Regions from separate parts of the Anas platyrhynchos genome. Here region 2 is linked to region 1. Evidence: chromatin contacts called from public Hi-C data. All regions are on one chromosome and are shown on one strand. Each heading gives the region's core, a stretch centred on a gene start, on an enhancer-like site or on the middle of the called end of the contact. The rest is flanking DNA. Distances are from core to core; before and after follow the strand shown.

The links. A called contact is a pair of places that touch in the nucleus more often than the background predicts.
Region 2: a contact with region 1 is called in a Hi-C map of subcutaneous adipose tissue, with 3 times the contacts expected there. The contact joins the promoter of LAMB1 here to the enhancer-like site in region 1. A contact is called at or near these places in 5 of 8 Hi-C or Micro-C datasets (F1 follicle, liver, skeletal muscle and 1 more).

Annotation. Positions count from the first base shown.
Region 1 is chr1:15,253,051-15,259,424 of IASCAAS_PekinDuck_T2T, reverse strand. It overlaps LAMB1 (laminin subunit beta 1), which reads left to right. Exons shown (of 33, transcript XM_038175878.2): 32 at 1-119; 33 at 1,015-1,358. The coding sequence ends at 1,151. DLD (dihydrolipoamide dehydrogenase) reads right to left here. Exons shown (of 14, transcript XM_027459013.3): 11 at 6,225-6,374; 12 at 5,690-5,827; 13 at 4,592-4,681; 14 at 3,482-4,487. The coding sequence ends at 4,422. Among named protein-coding and RNA genes, the nearest start is that of DLD, 14 kb to the right of the region's middle. Within about 2 kb of position 2,159, at least 1 of the 8 cell types and tissues checked has an H3K27ac peak or open chromatin away from gene starts, as enhancers often do. A contact at or near this core is called in subcutaneous adipose tissue, where this site is marked.
Region 2 is chr1:15,295,210-15,300,850 of IASCAAS_PekinDuck_T2T, reverse strand. It overlaps LAMB1 (laminin subunit beta 1), which reads left to right and starts at 2,355. Exons shown (of 33, transcript XM_038175878.2): 1 at 2,355-2,566; 2 at 2,707-2,876; 3 at 4,943-5,078. The coding sequence starts at 2,542. LOC106018431 (a long non-coding RNA gene) reads right to left here and starts at 2,707. Exons shown (of 4, transcript XR_011806541.1): 1 at 2,563-2,707; 2 at 1,425-1,577; 3 at 1-1,072.

The sequences.
Region 1 (6,374 bases), core at 910-3,409:
GGAGCTCATTGCCAAGAAGACAGAGGAGTCGGCCAGCGCTAGGAGGAAAGCTGACATGTTGCAAGATGAAGCTAAAGCCCTGCTGGCTCAAGCAAACAGCAAACTCCAGCTGCTCAAAGGTAAGGCTGTTCTGAGCAGGCAAGTCCTTACTTTAAGAATACAAAGCACTAGCATGCTGTTAAACCAAGTATTCATCAGCAACAGGAAAAGAAAAAGGAAATTAATTCTTTGTTGCTGAGGTCTGAATGGCTTTTCTTATTCTTAGGGACACAACATAAGTCTTGAATCAAAGATTTGTATTAAAAAGAAGAGCTAAAACTTACAGTGAGACACAAACTTTTGGTATGGCACCTCTCAGTGCTCAAAGAATCCTTACAGGGTGGAATTAAAATGTAGCTACCATGATTAGGATGAGGACTAACCCATCTGGCAACACTAAAAGCAGCCCACTTCTTGACAGACTACCCACAACACCATCTTCAAACAGCATTCCCCTTCCCCCACCCTGGAATGCCGTTGAAATAAAAGGCAATTAGGACACAGAAGTTGCAGTTTACAGAAGAATTTAACTTTTACAATTGCCACTTAAAGTCGGCTGAATCAGGAGGGGGCAGCCTGCCCGTAACTGCCAGGGAGGAAGCTGAGTTTTCCTCCTGTTTTTGCCAGTCCAGGAACCTGCTCTTCCCCTTAGTCACTCCTGCACAATTAAAATGAATCACTGAATAGTTTTGGCTTGTCATAATCAAGATATTTCAGGTCAACACAAAAATGGCAGTTATTTTCAACTTGAATCAAAGTATACCTTTTCCATTTACAGAAAATTACTTCCACATTGCTTTATGTCCCAATATTAAGGAAACAAGAAGTGCCATTCCAGCCTTTGCTATTTTTTTGTCAGATTTTCTTCCACAAGAAAATAATCCTGAGGTAGTTTACCCCTAACAGCTATGGTTTATATTTTACTGCATTAAAATATACCTCATTACACTGTTTTTCCTCTTCCTTTGCCGACAGACTTGGAAAATACGTATGAAAACAATCAAAAAGTTCTCGAAGACAAAGCCAAGCAGCTGGTGGAGCTGGAAGAGACGGTTCGCTCCCTCTTACAGACAATCAGCCAGAAAGTTGCTGTTTACAGCACTTGCTTATAAATGGGAGCAGAAAATGCTTACGTTCAGGATGGGGCTTTTTTTTTTTTTAAGTAAGTATTACACTAGTGTTTTTTGTTTTTTGGTTTTTTTTGACATTACACTAAGACCTGATAAAGTGAACAGGTTTTATATTGACTTTTAAGTCACAGAACCAAAGACAAGTAACTTTTTGACATTGAAAATAAACAGTACTTTTGTATCACTGTATGTACCTGGTATGACTCACTAAGTTCCTTGTTATTTTCAGTAGCTGAAATGGTAAATCAATTAATCCTTTAGGTTCTGCAAGTCTTGTTTTTAAAATAGCTAGAGATCTAATATTGGTTCCAACTACGCATGATAACTCAGAACAGTTAGTACTGAAAGAAGAAATACCATCTTTGTGGGGTTTGCTAGCATTTATGCCCTTCTACTTACTGCACAAGGAATATTTAACCTCTGTACGATATCCATTTAGGCTTAAAACAAGTTTAAATTAATTGAAATACTTATTGATTTGAGAGGTCAGCACTGAAGGGGTAACTGGTTTATGTTCTGCAAATCACATTTATGTGATAAACCAGCATTGGAGGATCAAGACTCTCTAGAAAAAAAAAGCTACCAAGTTCATAGGGCACTTAATGTGAAGCAGTTAAGGAGTGGTACACAGACTCTTAAAGCAGCACACTGAATCTCCCTAAGAGCAGCTTGTGCTTAACAAAACACAAATAAGACTTTCTTTTTTGAAGTGCAAGAGTGATATCCAGCTCATATAAACTGCACTTTATATGTAGTAAGTTCAAACTTACTACAGCACAGTGTACCTTCAGCCAACCACATAGTAAGTGTAGTAATTGGTCTGCAGTATTAACTAACCTATGTGCAAGTTAGCATCCTCAGCTGCAGCAGGCTTTTACATATCCTGACTGCTAACTCCGACCTGAGAAATGTATTTGGATATGTTCTTTGATCAACAATTTAGCTCACCTTGACTGTCAGCAGAAGCTGGTCGGGGCAACTACAGCAGAATTACAGCGCCACCTATGGAAACTGGAGAGCAGCACATTTAAATAATCATCCAACCTTCACACTTACAGACACTAGAATAAAAAAATCCAGAACAGGAATTGATTACCACAGCAGCATCACACACTATGTCACTGACGGTATATTTAACAGGTGTTAAAAATAAAATCTTCAAACTCTGCAACATTCAGACATATTTCTGCCTCTACAAGCACTTTTGGTATATTTAACTAGAGCAGAAACGATACTGGGAAGTAACAATACCATAACAACCCCAGGCCTTAAATTTTATTTTCGAGTGTCTAGGAGACAAATCTCTGAAGACTGCTACTGAAATTGTACCAAAGTGTTCCAAACTCCAAAAATGTATGAAGAACAAAACAACATACAAGAATTTGTAACTGATGAATCCCAAGGCTGAACCACAGCAAGACTGCCCAAAACTGCCACAATTATTGGGTGAGAGGAGGGAGTGCACAGGAGTATTTCTTAGAGAATAGGGAACTTACAAAAAGTGAGTTAGAACTTAGAAAGTGCCAGATGAACACTTGATAGGATTTACCCACAGGAAGAGGTGATTCTGAGATGCCTAGATCTACGAGGAGAATTGGGTTCTCCCTCCCTCATTTTGTTACCTTACCTTTATTTCAGCAGCTTCCTACTAACACCCACCTGAAAGGAGATTTCACATTAATTCACTTGCTCCTCTAATTCAAGGATACAGTGCATCATCTCTTAGCCTGGTGATGAGCTTAAAAGACCCTAGTTGATTCCTATCTACTTTTCAAACAGAGGTTATAAAAACAAAATGAAGAATAGTATTAAAGGTGCTTAAAGATTAACTGCTACCTTAAGGAAATTGTACATTTCATAGAATGATACAATGGTTTGGGTTGAAAGGGATCTTTAAAGATCACCTAGTCCCTGCAGAAGGTTGGACATCTTCCATTTGGTCTGGTTGCTCAAAGTCCCATTCAACCTGACTTTGAATCTTCTTCGATCTCTCAGCACAGAGAGCAGTTCAATACTTGAATTAGAAGCTCTAAGAAAAATGGCATAACCACCTTGTCTACACACAAAGTCAAGTAGCTTTTGCAGAATTTTTTTGGAAAGCATTTCTCCATTTATCATCCCAACGACGTAATGGAAATGGACGCGTACAATATCAGCACATATTAAGATTTTCTTCAAGGCATAAAAGCATAACAAAAAAAAGGCACCCTGCAAAACAAGTGAGCTACTGGAATTGGGTACATTCCCTGTACACGTTAGGGATACTCCAAAGATGCTGTTTGTGACAAACAAAACCCAATACAACCCTCCAGCCATGTTAAATATTTATTAAGCTCTCTTGCTACAGCAGAGACACAAAGAGAGCACAAAATAGAAAACAAGGAGAGAACAAAGTATGTCTCAACTATGTGCAGAGCTGATGCTGCAGCCCTTGTGTGTGGAAGGTGCAGAAGAATAACCCTCACGTTATCACACTTAACTGTGAGCACTGCTTTGCTATCCAGTTCTAGCATTTTGACATTGAAGAGAATTGGACAATGGAAGCTTTAAAAACAAGATTAAGTAGCAGAACGATTAAATTTTTCTTTGTTTTTTTCATTTCCCTACCAGCACTTGATTTTTCCCGATGAGTTTTCAATATGAAAACATGATGTGTGGATAATCACACACACAGAGATTTTCTCTTAAAAAAGTTAATATAGTTTTAATTGATCTATACAAGCCCCTCTTCTCCCAGCACCCTAACATTACTAGATCAAACCAAATTTTGGTATTTGTATGCAAGAAGAAGTAGGTTAAATACTTAGTTAATCCTTTCAGAAGGACATATGTTTTTGTGCGGAAGTGACAGTGGCATTTTAAGTGCCAGCGGCATTCTAAGTGCCAGCATTCAACTGTTTTAGTCTATCACTACTTCAAATAAGAACACACCAGGTATGCTGGACACTTGTTCAGACTTTTGACCAACACACTTTATAATCCCATGCAGCAGCGAAATGCTTGGTTTTGAAGAAAAAAAGTTCTGTCAGGCTGTTTTCCTGCAACATTCAGAATGTAAATAAACATGTAAGTATTTAATTTACAGAGACTGGATAATTCCACTTGTTCCAAACTCTACTTGTTTAAATATGATGGCTAAAATGAAGAGATTCACTTAATTCAGTCCTAACATCCTCAAACTCAGCCTTCCACAAGGACCACAGTCCACTTCCAGACATGTGCTATGCATGTACAGAGAACTGGTCTTTCATTTTAGAAGTTGATAGCTTTGCCAAAAGATGCTGCTAGGTTTGCTTCCCTGAAGGCTTCTGACACCGTCTGCAGAGAACAGGCAGAAAAGGTACAAATAATTAATATTTAAATGTAGTTATAGCAAGTCTGTGCAACTGTGGTGTACAACAGTTTGTTTAGAAAAGACTTACTGGATGGGCATGGCAAACTCTGGCTACGTCTTCACACGATGCTCCATACTCCATAGCAAGAGCAGCTTCATTAACCATTTCGCCAGCACCCTGTAATTTAATGTTCTTTGTAGTTAAAAAGATCTTCATGCAGTTGTGTAGACTCTTTAAATTACTGACTAGAAGTATCCAGCTTGTAAATTCTATCTTGCTAAAAAATAAACAAACACTGCCATAATATGACTAGCACTTCAGCTGTGTCCTAATGCCACTTTTAATTGTAGATTTGCAGATTTTTAATTATAGATTTACACTCAAATAGTGTAAATCTAAACATAATGCTAAATCAGAGTACTTGCTCTTGTTACTGAGGGTTGTGTGAAATCTGGGCTTTTTCCCACAAAATACTGGTCAGATACTACCCACATTCTGATCAAAGGTACTGTATATTATCACTACTAAAAACACAAAACTTCTTTATGAAAGCTGTATACAAAGATCTATGGAAATGTTTCTGCATACATCTTTAGGGGAAAGAATAAAAGAAGAATATTTACACCTTTACAGCTAAGAAAACCAAACCAAGCCAAAGAGTGAGGTTAGGGTCTAAGATGCAACTTCTGACGTGGTAATGGAGAAAAAGATATTTTTCCAAAAAAAAATTGATTTCAAATTCTGAAAAAAATATTTTTTTTTAATCAAGTTCCATCAGTTCCATCACTGACCCCAGACTTAGTGAATGCCAAATAAGGTTACCCAAGCTGAAGCTGGAATATCAGAGGAGGAAAAAAAGCAATGAAAACCAGTCCATTCAGCTCCCCAATTTCTAGAACTTAAGTCAATTTCTACTGTTCTCTCAATTATTTAGTAACGTTCATAAAAAAAAAAGAATAACTGAATAACCCTAGCAATTCTAGGGAATCAATAAAAAAAAGCTGGGTCTGACACCAAAGTAACAGAAAAGCTCTGGGGATGAGGGCAGGAGGGCATGGCTGCAGAAGAAAACAACAAATTGAAGCAATTTGGGGAAATTCAAATCTTCCTTTTTTGCAAGAACTGTGTAACACAACAAAAAACCCTTAAGACTACCAAGACAACAGCATAATTTATAATACTTACTGCGCCTAAAATGTGAGCACCCAACATCCTGTCTGTTGATTTTTGACTAAGTATCTTCACCATGCCATCTGTGTCAGCATTTGTCTTTGCTCTACTGTTAGCAGCAAATGGAAATTTCCCAATTTTGTATTCTACCCCCTACAAAACAGATACGTGTTACTGACAGAGTTAATGACCTGAAAACTCAACAGGAATGATGTAACCATACAGATAAATCTAAAAATAGAACTAATACAAAAATAGAAGACAGATAAGACAAACAGATCAATGCATGAAGATAACAGGTATAAAACTGTGTTAGAGAAGAAAAATTAGCAGCGAATCAGTATTAATTTCACACAACAAGTTATTAAAGACGACCGTAGTCCTTGTGAGGGTGGCATGCAGGAAGGAATCAATCATACACCCTACAAAATAAATTCAGATAGAGAAATTCACCTGCACAAAGTAGCTAGATAAACTAATAGCCACTACTAGATTATTAAAATACATCCAAGATGGAAAAAGATTTGTCTGAGAAGAAAACAAGCTGTACCTCTTCTTTCAGTTGTTCTTCGGATTTGCCAACCCAGGCCACTTCAGGGTGAGTGTATATCACAGAGGGTACGCAGTTATAGTCAATGTGAACTGCTCCCCCAGCCATCCCTTCAACACAGAGAATGCCTTCATCCTCAGCTTTGTGGGC
Region 2 (5,641 bases), core at 1,106-3,605, 41 kb before region 1:
AGTCCCTAGGCTGTAATCAGACGAGCGTATGACAGATTGACTTTGCCATAATTAAAGGGAGCACCTCCACCAGCCAGAGGGCACAGCTCAGCTAGCTGCTCCCGTGAAGGCCTCCAGGTAATGCCAGGGAAGGAGCCTGGATTTCCTGCAGGTTTGTGTGGCTGCCACACTGCACCTGAGCAAGGCAAGCTGGAGCTCTCACATTAAAATTTCAATTGTGTATAAAACAAAAGTGCTTCATTCACGGCTTCAAAAATCTGAATTCACAAGCAGAAAGCTGACGAATTTCCTCCTAAAATGCCACTGCTGGCTGGGCTGCTCAGGGAGGTAGTTGCCACACGGCTGCCAGGATGAAATGTCCTTGAACACAAGGCAGTAAAACAGGCCTGGAGAGGAAAGGTATCCGTGGGAGGAACAGAAATTGCTGGGAGAAAAGCAGGAATGGAAAGGAAAAAGCCTGCATGGAGTCCCAGCTGTGTGCTCAGAGCACACCAACCAAGCAGGATGGGTTGCCACAGGCCACCAGGTCCATTTGTGGCAACTTCTGAGGTCTAAAACTGTGTAGCATTCCCCGCTGGAAGTGGCACAAAACCTTTTAAGGTGTTTTTGAAAAGTCAATCTGTGTGAAAATGCTTGATCTGGATCAAAACCACTTGTTTGTAGTTCTCCCTCCCAGTTCTCTTTCTTGTGGATAGAGGTGGCTTCCAAAAACTGTTTATTGAAAAAAATAATAATGAAAAAGGGATCGTCTTACACAGCATTTTGACTTCAGTGATATTAAGCACAATACAAACAACATTTAACCAATGCCACATACGATCAGAGACATTTAATCAAATATTTCACCAGCTCTGTTTGCTGGGCGTTCAACCACTGCGGTGGTACAAGAGAACAGGCGGTAAATCGGGTCCCACTGAGGTCAGAGACAACTCCGAACTTGGTTCTTGGAGGAAACTTGCAGCCACACAGAAGCACAACACCAGCAATGCCAGCAGCCTGACCACAGCACGAAGTGCTCCACAGAGCCAGCTGAGCCCATTTAGATTCAGGGGAGGACAGCACTTCTGCAAGACTGAGAACAAGAATAAGGAGGAGAATATTTCAATAAAATAAAAAAAAAAAAAAAAAAAAAAAGAAAAAGAAAAAATATGGGACAGAGAAGAACCCAGTGGAAGTGAAACATGCTGCTGTGGCACATGCACAGGGAGGATGCTGCGGAGCACCGCTGCCTTTCTGCTGTTTACTGGTGCAGCTCGCCAACCACAAGCAGGCTAAAACATTTCTTCTGAGTAGGACAAACAGATTTGTTGTATTGACACCTAAATGCAAAGCCAAGCTGTGAGTTACATGAGAGGATTGTGAAATTCTGTGAGTTTTGTGAGTTCAAAAGACCACATTGCAGAAGAAGTTTAGAATAACAATACCTGCCCGGGCAGCTAGAATGGTTTAATTTCCTGGGCATCTTTAATGAAACTCAGCCACCGCTTCTTCAGCTGAGGGCCCTGGGTTATGTTTCGGACGTGGTGTTTAACCTTTAGGGCAAGTCGCTCGCTATCTCTCTGTTTCTGCTTACCCATCTGTAAAACGAGGGCGAGCATATTTACCCAGCGGCAGGGTTTTGTGGCACACACAGCCCGCCGCGTGGTTCCATTCAGGGACCGCAAACAGCGAGGGCAAAGTGTTCCCGAGGCACCCCGGTGCCTGGTGAAGGTTTACACACCAGCTCACGTGCTACGTGTGGGCTACAAAACTCACGCAGACTGACTCGGGCACCCATTTTGGCGTGTGCCGAGCCAGGGCTGTGCTTTGGAGACCTCCATTTCCCACCTCCACGCCGGCTTCTCTGTTTATCTGAGAGCAGCAGGAGGGCAAACGCAGGCAGATGAAACCCCACTGAAACACCAAACTGCTTGGTTCGCCCCAACATCTCCATCCCAGCACCACAGCGGTGCCTCAACCTAATGGCAAACGGGCTGGTGGCCCCTCGGGCTGCTCGGTGGCCATCGAGCGCCGCATGCGGTGGCTGTGGCCCTTCACCTCGCCACGCAGGGTGGCCCCCTCCAACCACCCTTACGGGGTGCTGAGCCCCCCCAGCACCCCCTGAAGGGCTGGGGACCCCGGTGTGGAGGCAGAACGGGGCCGAGCACCCCCAACCCCACAGCGCTGCCCCACATCAAGCCCGTCCCGCTCGCCCCGTCGGTGGTGCCCGCTCCATCGGGGGGTCCTGGGGGGGGTTCTGGGGAGGGTCCCCCTCGCCCTAAGCGCTCCCCCCGGGCTTCCCCTTTCCCCGCAGCCCTGGCAGCAGCGGCGAGAGGGGAAGGGAAGGGGCCGGGCCGGGAGCTCGGCGGGGAGGGGACGAGGGGGAGGGCCGGGGGGGGCCGCCCGGCGGCTCGGAGCCGCTCCCGGGGAGCCGCGGCGCCTGCGTGGAGCCCGGTGGCGGCGGGGGAAGCTTCCGGAGCGGGGGTCCGGTCCCGTCCCGTCCCGTCCCCTCCTGTCCCATCCCGTCCCGTCCCGACCCGACCCGACCCGTCGGTGCTCGCCATGGGGCTCCTCCCGCTCTACCTCGGTAACCACCGCCCGGCCCCGCTCCCACCGCCGTCGGGGCAGGGGGCTGCGGGCTCGGCTTCACCGCGTGTCCCCCCTTCTTCTTCTTCTCCTTCTCCTTCTCTCCCTTCTCCCCGTGTCTCCCACCCCCCGGCCCCGCAGCGCTGTGGGTGGCGGCGGCTCAGGAGCCCGAGTACAGCTCCGGCTGCGCCGAGGGCAGCTGCTACCCGGCCACCGGCGACCTCCTCATCGGCCGCGCCGCCCGCCTCTCCGCCTCCTCCACGTGTGGCCTCCGGCAGCCCGAGCCCTACTGCATCGTCAGCCACCTCCAGGTGAGCCCCCCGACGGCGGGGTTGGGTGCCCGGGGACCGGCCGGAGGCACCGAGCGACCCCCGGAGCCCCCCGAGCCCCGACGGGGAGGGGGACGCGGCGGGGACGGGGCCGCGTTTGGGGGAGCCCCCCCGGGGCTTAACGGGGAAGAAACCCCGGGGTACGTCCCCTTAACACTCGGTGTAAGTTTAATTAACACTCGGGGTAGGTTCAATTAATGCTCGGGGGGGGGTTTGCAGCCTTAACGCGGAGCCGTCTAGACAGCTTCCTGATGGCAAGTGGTGTGTAGGAGCCGGTCGTAATGGCTTGGCGGCTGTCCTCATAATATAATCACATCTGGATGGTCTCCGGGCGAAAGCAGGCAGATCGGCTCGGCTGGTGGAAGGCAGAGAGGTTTTTAGGATTTAAGAGACGGCTATAAGGGAGTATTGAAGGTCCCTGAGACAGCAGGGGTAGGGGATCAGGAGCGGGATCTCCGCTGGGTTAGGTGGAAAGTGAGGGAATTGCCCCAGGCTGAAGTGGCTGCCGAGACAATGGGGACGGATCCTGACACCGGGAAGGAAAACGCCTCCCGTTTGTGCCCTGAGGTTACAAATCTCCCCGCCACACGGTTTTACCACGCTGCCCTGTCTGCCGGGGGTAACTCTGGGTTTAACACGGCGGGTAGCCTTGCTGCAGCATTTTCAGCGTTTTGGGGTTGCTTTCTTTGCATCTCTCCTCCAAAGAAGTAACAAAGGCGCCTTGTTAGTTTTATTGTCCCAGAAAATGCTGAAGTTCCCAGGTGGTTTATGTTAAACGCGCTGCCTCAGATGGTTTTAACGCGCCCTCATTCCCGATCTCACAGCCCCGTTTCGGTGTTTGCCTGATGTTTCCGTGCTGTGAGTGGTACTGGGGAAATCTGCCAGGCTGTGGGTGCAGGAAGGTGCCCCGTAACCACACGGGGCCGAGCACTTTGGGACCTTTCGGTGTTGGGCAGTGATTTGGTGGGAGGACGAGTGGCTGCAGGGGGCTGAGGCTGCGGGATGGGACAGGAGGGGACGGGAGGGGACAGGAGCCTTCCCAGCCCCGCAGGACTCAATGAAATAGTAAATCAGCGTGGCACAGACCTGCCAGCTCACGTGTTCCTGGCTGGCAAAGCACCACGCGTTCATCTCCCCAGCCACGCTGCAGGGATGGAGCCCGCAGCACTCGGCTGCTGCCGTGCCAGGGCTGAGAGCTCCTGCAGTGTTCGGAGCCCCTCTGCCCCCCCTGCACTGCCACACCTGGGTTATTTGGGGCAGAAACCTTCCCTTTCGGTTCATCTCGAGTCTTACCTTGCAAGGTTTGCGTGGTTTAGGCAGCACTGTGTAAAAATAGTGTACATAGCACTAGTCATGGTGGGTTTTTGTCCTTTTGGTGAAGAAGCACTTGTCCATTTTCCCAAAAAAGCACGTGCCAGGCTTGCGCCCAGCTGTCTTGTAGGGTGTGCAGGCTGGGGTTGTGTGCTTAGCTTGAGATTGCAAACATGGTTGAAGGTGCCTGGATGCGGTGTAGGTAGGAGCCTGAAAAGCTGGATTCAGCATAGAGCTAACCCCACAGGAAAAAGAGCCGGTCACTAAATCACCCATGGGCTACACGTGCACTGAGCCTGCCTGGAGATGTCCCTACAGTGGAGAACTTACATCTCAAAGCCAGCTCCTAAAAGCAGGGTTACCTCACTCGAGTTTTTGAAGGTGCAGATTTGCGTGCGTACGTTTCAGTTCAGGGATTGTCTGGAGATGCTGCCGCTGGTTGTGAGCTCTGCTGGGGAGTCGGCATGCAGGCAGGGATTTCCTGAACCCGCAGCGTGCTCTCACGGAAACACAGTGTATGGAATTCCTGGCATAGCTTCCACCGGGCAATTTGCATTAATGCGAAAAGGTAAATACACTTATCAATTAAAAAAAAACAAAGCCAACACCACACCTTCGATGCCTCCTGCAGGCAAAACTCAGAGGAACGTGATATGGATGGAAAATACTCTTATCTGCAGGAAACAACTACTGCCCCGTGGATAAAGTCGGTAATGCCAGTTATCTTGTTGTTTCAGGAGGACAAAAAATGTTTTACATGCGACTCGGAGGATCCCTTCCACGACACCCTCAATCCCGACAGCCACCGCATCGAAAACGTGGTCACCACGTTTGCTCCCAATCGCCTGAAGCTCTGGTGGCAGTCAGAAAACGGTATGCAGCTTGGTGGGGACACATTCCCTGGGCTGGGAGTTGCTTTCCCTTCTTTTGTCTGCGGGTACCTCCGCGTTTGCTGTTAGCTCAGGGCTGGTAATTGCTGCTGTGGGAGGGATCGTGCTGGTAGCAGCGGGCTGAGTAAAACTGGCTGCTTTTGTGTGCCCGTAACGAAGCCCCGCGAACCCTCCAGGAGTGCTGGAAAGAGCTCTCTCCCGCCGCTCTGTGAGAATCCTTTCCTAAAAAGAGAAGTTTCCCACCCCGGCTCCAGATCTGCCTCATGTTTGGGCAGAGGCAGCGGCGCAGCTTGCCAGCGGCGAGCATCCCGGGGCAGCGCTGCCAAGCCAGGAGGCGCCGCAGGGCTTCCCCACGCTGCTGGGGGAGCCGGGGGAAGGAGGTGGGCTGGGGGCTGTGGGGCTGTGGTCCTGCCCTCAGACCTCCACCTCCCTGCTTTCCCTTCCCCAGGCACCCTACATTCCTGTACTCGCGTGCCAAACGGTAAAATGAACGCCAGAAACGAGCCAGCAATTTTTTATTTTTTTTTCACAATATATTGCGTGTCC